2 separate regions of the Mus musculus genome follow, and region 1 is linked to region 2. The links are chromatin contacts, called in public promoter capture Hi-C maps. All regions are on one chromosome and are shown on one strand. The core of a region is the stretch at or near the end of the contact, and the rest is flanking DNA. Distances in the headings are between cores, read along the strand shown.

Region 1 (2,779 bases), core at 5-2,504, 330 kb before region 2:
TTTCATTCACTATGAATTTTTTCATTTCCAGGTGTTTATAAGCTTTCCATTGCTTTTGATATCCTGTGCTACTCCATGGTGCTCAGAAAGGATGGAGGTGTTATTTTAATTTTTTGTACATCAGTTGAGAATTGATTTATGTCCAAGGATATGGTCAGTTTTGAAGAATGTTCCATGAGTATCTTAAAGAATGTAGCAGAAAACGTGAACCAAAGACTACTATACCTTGACCACAAATATGAAGAGATTTCTATCATTTTAATTGTAATGTAGAACTAAGCTGAGTTGCTGCTATCTGTGTATAACAATTCTCAACTTAGATTATCCAGTTTGACATGGGGAAGTCTATGCATGTTTTAGGAAAGTATTCATCTATCCGTCCAATTCTGCCTGTAACAAACATCCAAAAATCATCAAATCTCAATTATGAGGCAGACAAGAATTTGGTACAACTCTGGAGAACATCAGAGGAAAATGGCCATACATCTACTGATTTACCCTTTCATATGTTATATCAAAATGGAAACAAACTTCTGATCACATGTAGAAATTTGTATCCTCTGTATTTTCTCAGCCAAAGACACTGCAGTCTTTTCTGACTTTTGTTAAATCTGCTTTGTAATCATAGGCTCAACAGTGCTTGTCAGAGTCACAGAGAAGTTCACACAGGAATATCCTCATGTCCAGTGAAACCCCTGCATGTCCAGTCAAACACTTCAGTTGTCCCATCAAACCCTGCAGGCCACATATGCTTCAGGCATCTTTTGTTTGGTTTGGGCAATTCTAGCACTTTTCCTAAACACTGTGAATCCCTGAGCTGAGACACTGATGTTCAGGGGAAGTGATAAGTGTTTCAGACTTCTCTGTTTATGAGTGGTTGTTTCATCCTCTCAAGGTGCTTCTGTCAGTCTTAGGCTGTATTTTAAGCAAGACAGACACCGACAGGTACACACTGCTTGATGCTCTATCTACAGATGCAGAATCTGAAGTACTGCTGTGAGACACTGTAGCTCTCCCCACTGACTTCATCCTGCCATAATTGTGTTCTCTAACAATTGTTATCTATAAAACACCAGACATCCTGTGAGTCTTGGCATTCTCAGAAAAGTCGCATCCTTGCTGTATGACTCAGCCTGTTCCTTGGGTCTGATCAGTCTCTAGATGTTTTCCTGTCTGTAATAACTCACTAGCGAAGCTGGCTTGTGACGTCTGCTCTGTGGGCCAGGCAGAGGCTTCAGGAAAGAGCTAGCAGTGCTCCAGGAAGGAAAAGGCGGAGCCACAGGCTGCTCTCCTCAAGTACCACCAGCCTCCTCTGTCAGTTGCTCTTCAGAGACCGTGGACAACAAAATGATGGTTTCTATCTGTGAACAGAAGCTGCAGCACTTCAGGTGAGAGCAGAGAAAAGCAAGGTACACAGACCCCCTACCTACTAACTCATTTTCAGCAAATTTCCTCACAGCTCTACTCTGGTTACCTGAGACATCTCCTATTTTGTAAGTTTTATTCACTGTTTTGTTTTTGCTTTGTTTTCTTCTTTGTCTGTCTCTTAGTTTTTTATGATACTAATAGGATTACATTTTTGTTCTCCTCCTTTTTCTGCCTCACATTCTCAGACATGCCTTTTCTGATACTTTTTAAATTCTGTCCTCTTTTTTCACTCATTGTTATTACATACGTATATGCACATACATATATATTGCTAAATAGAGCTTAGACAGTGTGTATGATATTACTTGTGTTTACCTTTTGGGTCTGACCATAGTATTGGACAACAACTTGTCTATGTTTTGGGAACCCAAATAGTGCTGTCTTCCTGCTCATCCTCTGCTTGGGAATGATGTCAGCTGCTCCACCCCCTGATCCAAGTTTGGATAATGAGTGGAAAGAATGGAAGACGAAATTTGCAAAAGCCTACAATCTGGTTGGTAAAATGGGCACAGTCTAGAGGGATCTCAGAAAGAAGGACTCTTGCTGTTGGGAGTCTGTGGGCATAAATATGGCCGTAAAGACAAGCCATCACTAAGGACTTGCCTAAAGACATGCATTATGAACCCAAGGTGGGCAGCTTTGATGACCCTCTGGGTGAGGAGAATGGCTGACAACAGTGTCATGAGACCACATACTATGGCTCCTCTTTCTCTACATACCATTTCCTCAGCTTGTGTGTGGTGTTAAGATGAGAAATGCTATCTGTTGTACTCATTTTCAGAATGAAGAAAGACACAGAAGACTCGTGTGGGAGGAGAATAAGAAGAAAATTGAGGCACACAATGCAGACTATGAGCAGGGCAAGACCAGCTTCTACATGGGCCTGAATCAATTTAGTGACTTGGTGAGTGAGACACTGATTGTTAATTCTGTTTCTTCACTCCATTTCCTTACAGTTAGTCTCTTGGTTTTAATGTATTGTTTGCTTATTTATAAAGACTCCAGAAGAATTCAAGACAAATTGCTATGGAAACTCACTGAATAGAGGAGAAATGGCTCCTGATTTGCCTGAATATGAAGATTTGGGAAAGAACAGCTATCTGACACCTGGAAGGGCTCAGGTATGACAGAGTCACACTCCCACCCTCAGCTGCCCACAGAAAGCTGAGAAGGAACTGAAGTCCTCACTTGCTTCAGGTGTGAAACAACATGCAGTTCACTGTTTGACTAAGTGTTCAGCTCTTTGAAATGTGAGGAGAGTTTTTACTGTGTTGTGGCTGACAACCTTTTCTTCATGATTGATATACTGTATTTTGGCATTGAACATGGTGAACATGAAGGCAATATATGT
Region 2 (2,700 bases), core at 143-2,642:
ATTTTAAATCTAGGTATGAACACTGGGCTCTCTGCGCACACAGCAGAGATCAATACACTCGGTGGGCTAATGGATACCCAGCACTCGTCAAGGGCTCCCAGTGAAATCTTCTTTGTGCACCTAGACACTGACACACTCTGCTCAGCATCGCACCCCCCACAGCGTGTTGGTACGCTCTGAATCTAGACAGCCGCCATAAATGACACCGAAGCCACCACTAACCAAGCCGGGAATTAAATTCCTGGTTGGAAGAAGTTTCAAAATCCAAGGCCAACATCTGGCAAGTTCCACGCCTGCCTACCAATCCTGGCTGGTGTTGCACTGAAAATTAGCACAAGGGGAGAGAATTGTTTAAGTGCCCATTAATTAACTTGTACGCCGCTTAAAACACACATGGGTGGTCCCTCCAGTTGCAGTTAGAATCTTTGCGTTTGCCTCATTGTCTCAAAAGGGTGAAGGCTGACAGGAGTTAGTAGTGCACACAATGAAGTCTGTTCTTATCCAGGGATTCTGACCATACCCTGTGCACAGTAACTGCACTGTGGGTTGCCTCTCCACCCCTCAGATCAGGCAGTTTATTCATGGTCCCTGGCTTTAGCTGGTTAGGCACCGGTTCCTCTGCTATCCGCCCATCTCAGAGAAGGGCCAGTCAGGGACATGCCCGGTTTAAGCAGCATCTGTTTATCGCGCAGTGCCCCCCACCACACACACACCGCGCGCTTCCGTCACCCCTTCCTGGTACCTGCCCAGTTCCTCGCCGGTGTCGTAGTAGTCGTCCACGTTTTCCTGCCTGAACACAGTCATGATAGACTGTCACGCCTCACCAAAGCCCAGGCCACTCCGGCTCCGCGGCCCGAACCATCCCCACCGCCGCCTCGCTGCTGCGAGCCCCTCATGCACCAAGCCGCAGACCTCTGAAAGACATGGGGAGAAGAATGAGACGGTAAACTCTAAAAAATCGGGGTCCCAGGGGCTGGGTCCCGATCTCGAGGCCTCCCGCGGGCAGGGGCCACGCGCCCTTTGTTAAGTCTAGGCTGGGGGACCCCCACACCCCGCATTGCCGCGCCCCAGCCCCGTGCCTGCGGTTCCCGGGCTCCTGCCTCCGCCTCCGGACAACGTGGGGACAGCTCGGGGAAGGGACACAAAGCGCCCTGCCCCGCCACCTGTTCCCCCGCCCGGCGCCCCGGCCGCCCTCCCGCTCCTCCCACTGCCTGCGGCGGCCACTCACCCGGTCCCGCAGCTGTCGCTTCGTGCGCCCTGAGCCCCGCGGCGGGTCCAGGTCCCCGGCAGCTCCGAGCGGCCTCCGCTCCTTGCGTCGGGCGCAGCTCGGCCCCGCGGGGACGCAGCCACCACCTCCTCCGCGCCCTCCTCCTCCGCTGCGCTCGCGGCTCCTCCCGGTCCGCGCTCCCGCCCCGCCGCGCGCACCCCGCACACACCCACTCGCCCGCACCGAGCGCGCGCCCCACCTGTGACTCGGCGCCCGGCTGCCCTCTGCCGCCCGCTTCGAAGAAGCCGGAGGCTTTCGTCCTCTCAGAGTGTGAACCCAAGGATCCGTGTGGGCCAGGCGACGTGCTCCGTGCCTGGAAAACCACAAAAAAAAAAAAAAAAAAAAAAAAAAAAATAGAGCAGAAATCAATAAAGTCCTGCCCCGGAGGCGCCCACACCCCGATGGAAACGATAGCAAACAAATAGCTTATAAATGAGGTCGCTCTGTTCTTCTGTGTTGACAACAAAAACCGAGAGAGGACAGCAGGGGCCTCATCAGAGGGGGCGTCTCCCGCCGCTTGTTTTGAGCTGAGATGTCTGAGATCCAGGGAGAAAAAGGTTGAACTATCACAGGCTGTCAGTACTGTGGTTGCTCAACTGAAACACAGCGAGTCCAGCTTGAGCTGTATTAAGCTTTCAATACACACCAGACACTGTTTAAGACTGTGTTAAAAAAAAAAAAAAAAAAAAAAAAAGAACGAAAATCGCCGTATGTGTGTCTTTATATTAGCTACATGTCAAAATGATGGTGCTTTGGACCTATCGGGTTAAATAAAACTTTATTAAAATAGTTACACTCGCTTTGTTTTGTTTGCTTGTTTGTTTTACAGTCAGAACAGTAGCCATTTACCTTGCATTGGATTGCTGAGGACTGGCCAGTCTGCGCAGACACTCTGGGTCCACCCGTGAAACCATTATGTCTCTCTCCCCGTGCTCCTGACTTAATAAAGTTCCTAAAGGGGATTCTATCCTGCTGCCTAGAATCGCCAAGGTTCATCCGTGAACCTGCCAAGAGTTCATATCCACACCACTGCTCAAACTCTCCATTCAACAGATATTTTCAACCGTGGAGGCTTGGGCCTAAAAGAACAAAGAGAAGCAAAAGAATGTATCAGATCCTAATCTTAACTCCGTCTCCAGCTAGGAGTGGTAGCACACACCTGTAATTCCAGCACATGGGTGAAGAAAACAGGAAGATCAGGAGCTTAAGGCCAGCCTCAGCTGTAGGAAAAGTTGAAGGTGAGGCTGGAGTACGCATCTCCAAACAAACACAAACAGCAAAAAGGTATTCCTAACGGCCCAAGGAAAGAGTCCAGCGGGCACGATAGAAGAAGGAGATTAGAATGTGCCACTGGCCTAAGTGCTAAGATGGAGAGTCAATACAAGAAGATCTTGAGAATTGACAAATACAATAAAAATAACAACAGCAACCAA

What was found. Promoter capture Hi-C pulls out the DNA fragments that hold promoters and counts their contacts.
Region 1: a promoter capture Hi-C map of the HPC-7 cell line shows a contact between it and region 2. The contact joins the promoter of Ctla2a here to the promoter of Dapk1 in region 2. A contact is called at or near these places in 2 of 39 promoter capture datasets (both in the HPC-7 cell line).

What each region holds. Positions count from the first base shown.
Region 1 is chr13:60,935,100-60,937,878 of GRCm38.p6, reverse strand. Ctla2a (cytotoxic T lymphocyte-associated protein 2 alpha) reads left to right here and starts at 1,254. Exons shown (of 5, transcript NM_007796.2): 1 at 1,254-1,388; 2 at 1,804-1,921; 3 at 2,210-2,332; 4 at 2,427-2,549. The coding sequence starts at 1,348.
Region 2 is chr13:60,600,639-60,603,338 of GRCm38.p6, reverse strand. It overlaps Dapk1 (death associated protein kinase 1), which reads right to left and starts at 1,392. Exons shown (of 26, transcript NM_029653.3): 1 at 1,229-1,392; 2 at 743-914. The coding sequence starts at 804.